2 separate regions of the Triticum aestivum genome follow, and region 1 is linked to region 2. A link is a contact called in public Hi-C data. All regions are on one chromosome and are shown on one strand. The core of a region is the stretch at or near the end of the contact, and the rest is flanking DNA. Distances in the headings are between cores, read along the strand shown. Region 1 holds the start of LOC123190260 (mannosyl-oligosaccharide 1,2-alpha-mannosidase MNS1). Region 2 holds the start of LOC123190259.

What was found. Hi-C and Micro-C count contacts between places; a contact is called where the count stands out from the background.
Region 1: a contact with region 2 is called in a Hi-C map of leaf, with 2.3 times the contacts expected there. The contact joins the promoter of LOC123190260 here to the promoter of LOC123190259 in region 2. A contact is called at or near these places in 2 of 5 Hi-C or Micro-C datasets (both in leaf).

What each region holds. Positions count from the first base shown.
Region 1 is chr2A:688,779,128-688,784,421 of IWGSC CS RefSeq v2.1, reverse strand. LOC123190260 (mannosyl-oligosaccharide 1,2-alpha-mannosidase MNS1) reads right to left here and starts at 3,464. Exons shown (of 14, transcript XM_044602871.1): 1 at 3,139-3,464; 2 at 1,535-1,582; 3 at 1,252-1,422; 4 at 1,051-1,163; 5 at 158-223; 6 at 1-23. The coding sequence starts at 3,300.
Region 2 is chr2A:688,598,876-688,605,017 of IWGSC CS RefSeq v2.1, reverse strand. It overlaps LOC123190259, which reads right to left and starts at 2,599. Exons shown (of 9, transcript XM_044602870.1): 1 at 2,327-2,599; 2 at 1,348-1,510; 3 at 148-1,185; 4 at 1-48. The coding sequence starts at 2,374. LOC123190257 (putative DNA ligase 4) reads right to left here. Exons shown (of 27, transcript XM_044602868.1): 23 at 6,098-6,142; 24 at 4,858-4,988; 25 at 4,615-4,773; 26 at 4,380-4,535; 27 at 3,182-4,279. The coding sequence ends at 3,331.

The sequences.
Region 1 (5,294 bases), core at 2,215-4,714, 180 kb before region 2:
CACTGAGGAGACCTCCAACAACCCTAAATACGAATATATAACAGAAGCTTAGACAGTTAAGCTAGTAAATCATAATGTGATATGGCTACATGGCATAGACCTATGCAGCCAAATATCTGCAAGAATACTGTAACAAAGATAAACCTTGTAATGCAACCTTATGGTCGTTTCAAAAACGCTTGCGTCATAATCCTTGTCAAAGCTTAATGACTCTGCCACCCAGCTATTATCATGAAATGGACACAAGTCAGATCAGGAGTATGACATAAATCACAACAAAGTATTCAAATGGCTGCAAGGAATAGTATGATGTGAGATGATACAAAAGAAACGGAGACACTAAAGATCTAATACATTAATAAAATATTAGTCTTTTATTGCATGGATAGAACAGATGAAAGCCATGAAACCAATAGACTGCCCAACAAAAAGATAGTCAAGAAGACCCTTCGGATTATCCTGTAACATAGAGGGAATATATGGACAAAATACATAAATGCCCAATAAGCCTTGTAATAGCCATGCACCTAGACAAGCCCCCTTGACCACCCCTGAGGGCCATGAGAACTATGGAATTGCTAGAATCATATCCTATTAATTGGATTAGTCCAATGCATGTTTTTACATTAGGAAGTTCAAGGTAACATAGCCTAATTAGTTAAATGCATATCTTTATCTCCAGTGGACCAGATAGAAACTGTCTTAAAAGATTGGTAGCTTTAGATATCCTTGTTGGGTGGCCAGCTATACAAGCAGTGTTGTTATCTCTTGGCACCTCCTTATGGTGTGCCTTCCATCAACAGGCCGACAAGCCACTCGATACCAAGGTCATCCAATTCGAGTATATAATGAGCTTCATTTTCAAATTAGGGAATTCATATCTATACATCATGTAATAATAAAAGGAGATGACGGCACAGCTTCGTGTACAGAACTGAACTTTCATAAAAGCAAACTAAAATCAAATGCTAATTTTGGTAATAGATGAAACGAAAGAACCAGCTGCAGCATTTTGAAATCTCTGCATGGTTCAATACAAGTGGAACTCACTCTCTGGCCTTCTGAAACTCATCTCTTAGGCCCATTATATACAGTGTATCTAGCGAGTCCACAAGAGTTGCCCCGAGACCACCAAAGCTATTAACACCATTCTTTGATTGCGGCTGAAAAGGTGAAGAACGAAAACATTGTGGAGTTTTTCAAGACAAATTGAAAATGAAAACAAATTATAGAGCAGAATTACTAAAATACCTGAAGCTCATCCATTCCCCATGCATACTTTACATAGGAATTCCAGGCATGGAGCATAGCATCCTTAACCTTTTCCCTCCTTTCATTATTAATAGGATCAATCTCTACAAGATCTTTTCTGGGAATTTCAGTTGCTGGATTTTCCTCCAGTTGAACACCAGCCTTCCTTAACTACATAGACAGAAAATGCGCTAAATTTTCAAAGGAAAAAGAATAATGTTGATTAAAAGGAAGAAAGAAAGTAAACCAGCATGGAAGTTACAAATATTGCAATAGTACATACCTGACCATGCAACTGATTTATTTCATTTTGTAATTGGGAAATCTCAGACTGCAACACAGGAAAACAGAAATTAGATTAATACAGTAAATAAGGTTGAAAAACAAGCAATGAATAATGAAATATAAAATGACAGTCGATGCCTTTCTTCAAAAAAAAAAAAAAGAAGCTGAACTGCATGTCTACGGAGTACAGATGGTACCAATTAAATGAAGCGGCAAGAACACATTTATCAAGTGCATCCCAAAACCTCATCCTTATTCATTCACATTTAGCAGCCATAGTTATCATGCCAACAAGCACAATTCAACTTGGCCACATGCTGCTTTTGGATAGCGCTAATTATAGTGATGCTCAGGTTCTTAAGCTTTACATTTGACAAGGAACTCAAGTGATATAGGAATGTAAGAGGTATATGCATATTTAAGAAAGATTTATATTAGTCGAATTAAATCAAATAATATGTCACAACAGCCATACACACGCAACGCCCAACTATACCTACTGATCACAGTAACAGTGGCAATGAACTACAATAATCTAATGCCACACTATACCTTGCCATCCGTGATGACGTCAAATACATGAGCCGTTACGAAAATTTCTTGACTGAATACTATACCTTCATTCACTCTCACACAAGAAGGGCACTACAATAGAGAAAAGACCAAATAAATAGCATTTCTAACTAGCAGATGGGATATCAACCTTACATCCAATTCAGATTTCACTCATCCGATTACTGAGAACTGGATCAACTTAACTAGCATATCTAACAAACGGTAGTATAAATAGTACAGCTCACGTGTCGCATACTCGCATCCACCAAATTATTTAATTACTCATAACAAGTCCCAATGAACATTTGTATCTTGCCAAGCTTAAACCAATATGAGTCTCTATATGACTATACTAACATAATAGGGCAATCAGAGTTACAGTCACTCCTCAGAATACAACAGCTATTCAATGAACAGTTTCACTACAAACCACAATCATAAAGTTGCATGTGCCATGTATAATAATGTTCCAACTAGTATTATGTTCTCCAAATCTACACCATGTAGTAATTGAGAAACATGGCAAGGTCTGGATTATTTCCCCGGATTAACTAAAACAGTTAAGGTCTCCCCGCCTGAGAAAATTCTAAGCTGCTAAAGTACCTCACTGTACCCATATTCATCCCACTAATTCTAGGATTGTAAAGACATACAATTCTTCGCCAAATTTACAGTCAAAGCTGGAAAGAAATCTAAACTAATACCAATAATCGTTACACACGTATAGTTGAGCTATAGCCTAGTGGCCCCTCATAAGATCCACTCGCTCAAAAGATCAAATCTCAGACAAAAGCGTCAAGATTCAACCGGACTGCCAGATCCTCGGCACAATCTCTCCCAAATGAACCCCAGATAGGCAGACAAGCCTAAACCCATTTATCCCGACGGCTCAAACCACAAGTCATCGCTAAACCCAGATCCAGCGCCCAACCAGCGCCGCGACGAATTCGAAGCTACTTGGCCGCAAGAACCAAATTCAATCAGATCCCCGCGGTTCCGACCCGGATCAGGGGAGAATTCTCCAGGGGCGAGACGGGGGGAGCGCACCTCGTACTCGCTGACGAGCGATTGGCGGTCCCAGAAGGCGAAGGTGGCGGCGACGAAGACGAAGAAGAGGAGCGCGAGGCGCTTGGGCCGCTTGAGGTAGTAGGCGGGGTTGAGGTACCGCCACGCCCCGGACGAGGAGGAGGACGACGACCGGCGAGCCATGGCGGAGGCCGCCTAGGGCGCTCCGGCGAGGAGGTCGTGGGGACCGAAGCTCGTCGCCGTCTCCCTCCGGTGACGTCGCCGGGGCCGCGCGCGTGTGCGTGCGGGTCGGTCGTGCTGTCCCCGCGTGGATGTGTGTGTTTCAGTGTTTACTCTGTCCGTCAGTGTTTGACAGTTTGAGGGTCTCGGCGGTCATCGCTCAATGTGGGCCCTACTCTACTTCCGGTAAATAACCACTTCAATCGAGAAAAATCGAGAAACAAAAAAGACAAAGCCCCCGAGCGCTCACAGCGATTTCGCACATCCGGCCGTTCATCTCGATTTTTGATGCGTTTTGGACCGTTCGATCTAACCTCCAGACAATCTGGACCGCCGGATCAAAACTGGATGCTTTAGCAATGAATAGTTCCTCTCGTTCGTGCCACTGCCTGTAAATTCAGTGCCCCGCCAAAGGTATTTCCGTCATTTCACATGGTTGGAAAAATATCCAATAACGACATGGGTGTGACCTAGCACTCCCGCACTCGCGCTCGCACTCTTCCTGTCGCGCCGCCGCCTCCGCTTGCCCTCACGCCCTTGTCTCGCCGCCTCCGCTCGCCCTTGCGTCGGCGCGTCTTCTCCTTGCGTGTGCGTGCTCGTCCCCTTTGCTCCTGCTTCCCCACCATTGCCCCGGCGCCTTCACCGGCTGTCGCGGATCCAGTACGAGGCAGGGAAGGACGTCGTCGCCCTGTCGCTTATGGCGGCACCCGGGTCGGGCTTGGGTTGTGCAGAAGGTCAGCACCTGCGGGCAAAAGCAGTGGGGTCTCCATGGAGGAAGGCTCGTTGTCCTGAGAAGTAGGAGTAAGGAGGTCGTGCTGCGGCGAATGGGGGCGAGGTCGGCCATGGAGGGAGGCTCGCCGACCGGAGCACCAGGAGCAACGAGGTTGAGGTGGTTCAGGTTTGCCTCTATCTTCTCCCCCTCTCCCTCTGTCCCCTCTCTTATTACCCCCTTTGTCTCGTCGATGAGGGCATCGGTGCACTGGGAGGAGTGGATCACTTCGCCCTCGGCTTTGTTGTCCCAAATGCTCATTCGCTACTCCCACTCCCAACGCCTCTCCCTTCCCTTGCTGTGGTTTTTTGTCTCATTGGTTTCTTTGATGGCTTTGATGCAGAGCTCAGATTCGAGGACGAGGCCATACTCATGCAGTCGATTAAGGTGACGTTTTCCATGGATTCTATATGTTTACTAGGATCTTTGAGTGACGGTGCTTAAAGGAGGTTTTAGAAACAAAATCACGTTTGGACTAAATACCTGGGCACATATTCCCGAGTCTATTTAGTTGTCTCAGTAAGTCATTTGGTAAATTGTTCCTTTGTATTCATTATAGTTTGTCTGCAAGTGATGATGAGTAGAAGGCTCTGAACTTTGTTGGAAGTCAGCATACATCTATATATTTACATGAAAAAATGTGATATTTTGTTTGGGCATTGTCCTGATTTAGTCATCAGAAGTAGTGGGCAGCAAGAACTGAACATGCTGGTGCATGGTGGAGTCGTGCTAATGCATGGCGGAGTCGTGCTAATTCAGTAGTGGGCAGCAAGAACTGAATATATAGTGTTAGCATGCATCATATTACTTAACAACTGCTTCTAGGGGCACATAGTTCCAAAGAAATAAACGCAGATTACTGAGGAAACTTGTCCGTAGTAAGACTAAAAGTGCTGAATCGCAAACTCACCCGCAACCACTTTTGAATTCTTGCGATAATGTCTATTTTTGCTTTTCTATTTGTTTTTTAGGTTCAGATTACGAATTCTTGCATGATGTACAAGTTCCAACCAAATAGTGCACCCTCAAAATTGTGTTTTGTTATGCACGATGCGAGATTTAGCAGCACCACACCTAGATTTTGAATGGCTCATAGCAAACTGTATATGGCTAACCTATTATATGGCATTCTTAATTTTGATCTATGTGCATTACTTCTAGATAAACTTCTATTGTGGCACCATCACAT
Region 2 (6,142 bases), core at 1,350-3,849:
TGATATGAAATGACTGAGTGGAGTTATCAAGAAATCCCTCACTTTTATCTGCACCAGGCATCATCCATTCTTCATTAGGCTGATCTGCATCAAGCTCAACCATCGGGCATAAGGAGTAGTACTTATCACCATCGAAATTGCACGTACTAGTAAAAGTTCGGCGATTATTGAAATTGAGATGTATTGAAGGTAGCTCCTCATTATGAACTGTCTCGGAACCACCCTTTTCTTGAAAGGGTTGTAATGAATTATCTACGATTTTGGATGAGGCAAATAAGTCAAATAGCTTGTGTTGATTGTCTAGCTTAACAAAAGACTGCTCATTTTTCTCCTCAGTAAAATTCAATGGTACTTTTGTTGTCTCGTCAACTGTGCATAGATCGCCAAATAAATTGTAGAAGTTGCCATCATTTGCTGACTTGTGGAGCTCGGGGGTATTTTCTGCAGTACAGAGTGCACCCAACTCTTCTCCAGCATTATCTTTGTTTTCAAACAGAACTTGTAAGTCATTATTATCCTTTGGGTTGGAGAGCGTATGGACAGTTGGAGCATTTGGCAAATTCTTTGATGTCTGTTTGTCTTCCTTTGAGTGAAAATTCACAAGTAAGGTTTCCAAGTAACAGTTATCTTCTGACTTGTCGAAATCATGTTTACTTACCTCATCAGAAAGTTTCAGAGGCACTTGCCCTCCATGTTTCACTGCACAATCTGAAGGGCTCTCCTTAAATAATGGCAACATATTCCCAGAAGAGGCAAGCAAATCTGATAGCTCATAATTATCATTACAGTGTTTGTGGTTGCCTATTTCAGTCTCTGGAGTCACTTCATCTTTTTCAGCTGCACAATGATCATTACATCCTCCTGAATCAGACTGCTCATACTCCATCATATGTGGCTCCGCTGCAGATGTCGATGACGATCCAAGCAGAGCATAATGCTCCTGAAGAAGGCTGTTCATTACTGTTGTAGGAATTCTTGTTTCATTTATCACCACTTTATCCTCGATCTGGGAACATTTTTCTATTTTGTTCTTACTCTGGAATGGTCCATCATAATCTGAAAACGGATCACATTCACCAACAGTGCCACTGCTCTCAGCTGACGTACCAAATAGGGCACTGGTATCCTCTCGAGCTCCTAGATCCACCAATGATATCCCTCCAGAGTGCAAGTTAGATTTCCTGGCTAACATTTGGAAACAAACAAGCATGAGACTGAAGGCCCCATTGAATAAACAACTAGCAGATGCACATATTTGATTGCTACAAGTATTTCCATGTAATGGATGAAAACAAACAACAGGAATGAAAAAAAACGGTGCAAAACACAGTGCACAAAGTTACTTACAATCAGTATGGTCGTGTTCTGCATAATCAACATCTTGGAGTGTAAAAACTGTTTCAGTAGGTTCGCTTACTGCTGGAATGACATCGGAAAGAACAAATCCAACAGCTGCATCAACATCAGAGGAATACTGACTGGCTACAGCCTTCAATATTCGAAGATCAACCTGTAACACAAATACAAAGGGGAAAAAATAACCTTAAATATGCCATGTTTTCTTTATCTTGATGTACAGTTGCACATATATTAGAATTGGTCGCGTAAATACAGTAGGAGGTGGTTCATGTTAATGAATCCAGTCTCCAGGATGAAGTAAACCATGTTTGGCATTGGTTGACAGGGAAATCCATAATCCAGCAAGGCCGCACAATGAATGTCAGAATTTTATATTTATTTTTTGGAAAGGTTGAATAATGTCAGCATAAATGACTTGATACTTGTGCATTTTATTTGGCTGTTGGCTCCTTGCATCTTCTGTCACTATTTTTTACTGTATTTCCCTATAATTACTTGGCTGGACTTATATTATGCACGTGCAGACCTACTACTGATGTCCCTTCCATATATGATTGTACATACTGAGCAGAGCATTCTCTCTCAATAGTATTATAAATTATCCTTTATTGGCCTAAAGCAGAAATTTACCTCCCTCCAAGAAACACTGAAATGCTCCCGGGAGTCTATCAACAGATCTTTTGAATTGTCCTATTAATAGATTTCATCAAACAGTTCGTCGGCAACCCATACGGTGGTGCCTTGTAGGAGCTAGAGCACGCCCAGGAAAATCCAAAATGCAGAGGACCGAAAATAAGATTCTCCAAATAGAATCTTCGCGTGTAAGCTAGATGAATTACTCCATTTTTTATTTTATTTTTGCTAAATAGGACTATTACATATTTACATAGAAGAAATTGACCTTGAGGTATTCCAAACAAAAACATGAACAAATCTTGTGGAGCCAGCCAGCCGGACCAATCCATACCTGCGGGAAGACCTCTCGCAGGGCGCAGAAGACCTGCTTGAATGCCATCGCCGACGCCTCCAGAAGTGGAAAGGGGCTGGATTTTTGGTCAAGGAGAAGGGGGCTGACATGAAGGTTGGGGGAGTGGAGAAAACCAGTGAGACAGAGAGAGGGGTGACGGATGGAAAGAAAGAAGTCGAGGGAGACGACAGGTGAGGAGGAAAAGCTCGGATGGGGACGCGCCAGTTACTCGCGAATATTCATGGCGTATAGAATGGCAACTGGGGCCGCATTAGCCGTGGGGGCCATACGGTCAGTGAGTGCCACGGGGGGCTGCGCTTGGCTCCAACCTTCCTGGGAGGCTGGGGCGCGAGGAGACCGGCTTGTCAGTGACACGGATAGTGTGGCTCGTTGTCTCACGGTGGGTCGACTAGGACGGCAACCAGAGGACCTTTTTTTTAGAAAAAATACTAGACCTGTCCGGTGTTGCCGACACGGAGGCCGTTGGCACGTCAAGTTTCAATGTGGTCCACCCGTCACACATCGTGTGCATTTCTTTCACAGTGCTGCCGACCACCCGTCACGCCCACCGTGAGCCCGTGGTGTCGCGTCGTGCGTCTTCCGCTACACGAGGCCTCATCTGAGACCTGGACAGGCGGGCCGTCCTGGTGCGTAAGCGGTTCTGTAGTTGGCCGCCGGCTGAAGCGCACGACGGCATCGGCAATGGACGCGTCGACGCCTGACGGAAAACCAACCAATCCATAGGGCCGAACCAGGCTACCGACGCGGCTACGGTACACACTGCAGGCCACCGAGTGCTGGAAGCCATCACAGTTTGGTCCAGCATCAATTTTTTCAGGCACAACTCACAGTCTCTGCTATGCTCTCACTCCACGAGATAACTAGGGCCATGGTACGGACAAGGTTGATGGTTACAAGCATCTGTCATATTTACAGGACCGTGGAAACGGTGAAAAAGACGTACGGCGTACGTGCTACCCCGAGCCCACAGAGCCGAAGCACTCTCACCAATCTTTCAGAAACTCGTCGGCCAGATCTTTGTAGCTCACCTTTTTCTTCTTGGGAGCCGCGGGATTTGGATCTGGGGCTGGAACCCCCGCACTGTATGACGAACTTCCTGCCGGCGGTGCCGGAGCCACGGGATTGGATGCAGAACCACCTGTCTCAGGCACCGGAGCCCTGTTATCCGACATGGAACTTCTCACACGCGGCGGATCATGCTCGACTTTGGCTGGGGGATCGCTGCTCGCTTCTTCCCTAAGCGACGGTATCATGTCGAGGAGCATCGCGTGCAGAGGATCAACCATCTGTTCTATCTTCTCACCTGCCATGCTCTCTCCTTCACCAGCGTCTGTTCTTTGGGAAGTTCCTTTGCTTTCGAACTTTGGACTGCCTGTCTTCTCCTCTGCGGCACTCAGTTTGACGACTGTGGGCTCTCGATCGTCCAATGTGATGAACTGGGCCCCTGCAGGCGGTCCTTGGTTTTCATCCAGGCTATCTTCTTCCATCTTTACGACAGCATCTGTGCCAACCTTTTGATCTTCTTCACCTGTTTCACCAGGGCCGCTTTCGTCAGATTCACGATAGTCTATTTTCGCTTGCCGGGTTCCTCTTCTAGCACTTGTTCTTCGAACTGGTCTAGGAGCAGCTCGAGGTGGTCGTTGGTGCTTGTCACTGCTATCTTCTTCCATCCTGGAGATGGGATCTGTGTTCGACTTTTCATCATCTTGACCTGTTTCACCAGGACCGTCTTCTTCAGGTTCACCATCATCTATTTTTGCCTGCTTATTTCCTCTTCTAGCCCTTGTTGTTCGGACTGGCCTAGGAGCAGCCCGTACAGTTCTCGAACTACTGCTTGTCGCCCTGCCCCTTTTCCTTGCATGTTTAACATGAGATATTTCAACCTCCTCATTTTCAGCAGTCTTGTCATTAGAGGGCTGGGCCTTTTCCTCACTGAAATAAAACATCAACAATCAAAAGGTAAATAGTTGTTTTCAGAGATGATGAAATGGTGGATACGTTGAACCTTCAAATGTGAACATTCAACATATACCTCCTTTCGATTTGTATTTCTTCTAATGTATCCGGTTTAAGGTTGTAGGCGGTTTCAGGCAATTTCATTTGTTTCTCCACTGAATCTTCTAACCACTTGTTACTGACAACATGCAATCTTTTGTCGTGTAGGTAACGCCTCTCAGCTGGAGAGAAGCTGCATAAACAATAGACTCATTACTGTTCCTATTCCCTGTCACTCACATAATATACAAAAAAAAGCATTAAATCATCACCTCTTGTACAATATGTCAAAATTGTACACCTCAAGAACTGAAACTATAACCAAATGGGTAGCAGGAGCAAGGCTGCTGCAATACTGACCACCATGCATTGTAAGGTCCTGCTTCACCCTCTTTAGTGCAAGATCAGATATTACATTGTAGTCCTCGTTCCTTCAGGAAGAAAACAAAAAAAGGAGAAACAAATAAGTATTGACATTACATGGAAGATGATATTTGGCAGTAAATGAGACTTACACTAAAGGTGCATGATACAAGTAAACGCAGCAACCCTGGAAGAAGCAGAATCTTTCATCTGCATAATACTTCTTTTTGTACCGGTGTACCATGCTTGGATCGACAGTAACTTTGTCCATGTTGATGAATATCTGAACAATGAATCAATGAAAGAACTGAAACTATAACCATAAACTAGCCCTTATAAAAAGGGCAAAAAGCAACAATATTTCAAGTCACAGCCAGCAACACCTTTCCTGCCACTTGCTAGTCAGAGCAACCTTCTCAGCACAAGCTAAGAATTTTATGTGATAAAACCACTTTAACAACAAAATTACAATGCCAGGGGATGCGACAATACGTGGATCTATGGCGAAGTAACAATCCAAAATTATGTTTGTGCTGTCATTCAAACTCTAACAGTGCTCGCTGGGTGAGTTGTTTGATGGCCATTATTAGGGAGATTTAAATTGGTGAAATCTGTCGAAGATTTATGTGTCTGAAAGGGATATCGCAACATGATTTCTCTAGCAAAGAGATACTATCAAATAGTGCTTTCTCTATCTGAGGCTTTATTCACGGGATGTACATAAATGTGGCCTTCAGATATCCCTAAAGCTATAGCCTATTTCAGATTCATCTGTCCCAAGGCTCATGTTGAGGGGTTTGCAAATTGCTCATATATGTACTGTAGCAATCCCATGTAGCTTCCAGCTAGCTACAGGGTGTACTGTAGTATGTGGCTATGTGCACCTTCTACTATATAGCTGACTGAGAGAACTGAGCACCACTCAGTTTGTGGGGCCGCGTGAACATCAACCCACCCAGGGGCAGATCTAGGCCAAACAAGGCCAAGGTGCACAGCTCATGGGCTAAGGAGCATACACCAAATTGTGCAGAGCCCATGAAATACCAGGGTGCACACACCAACTTTTATGGGCTGATTGCAAGGAAAAAAGATGTTGGACCCTGGTGCATGTGCACCCTGGTAGCCCAACGTGGCTCCGCCCCTGAACCCACCCATTGGGGTTCAACTGTCATGGTATTGGTGCCTGGTGTCTAGGTCGTTCTTCTATAAACAATGCCATCAGCTTCTATAGCCTGCTGTCTACGTCATTCTTCTATAAACAATGCTATCAGCCATACTATAGCTGGTAGCATGATTAATTCAGACCCCCGTAACACATCTTGATTTTTGAAAAATTGTCACATGTGTTTAAGGAGATAAAGCATTTGCCGCATACAAAAATAAGCTCTGTACCTGCTTCAGGTCAGAAACATCGATGTCCCAGTAGTAAAAATCTGC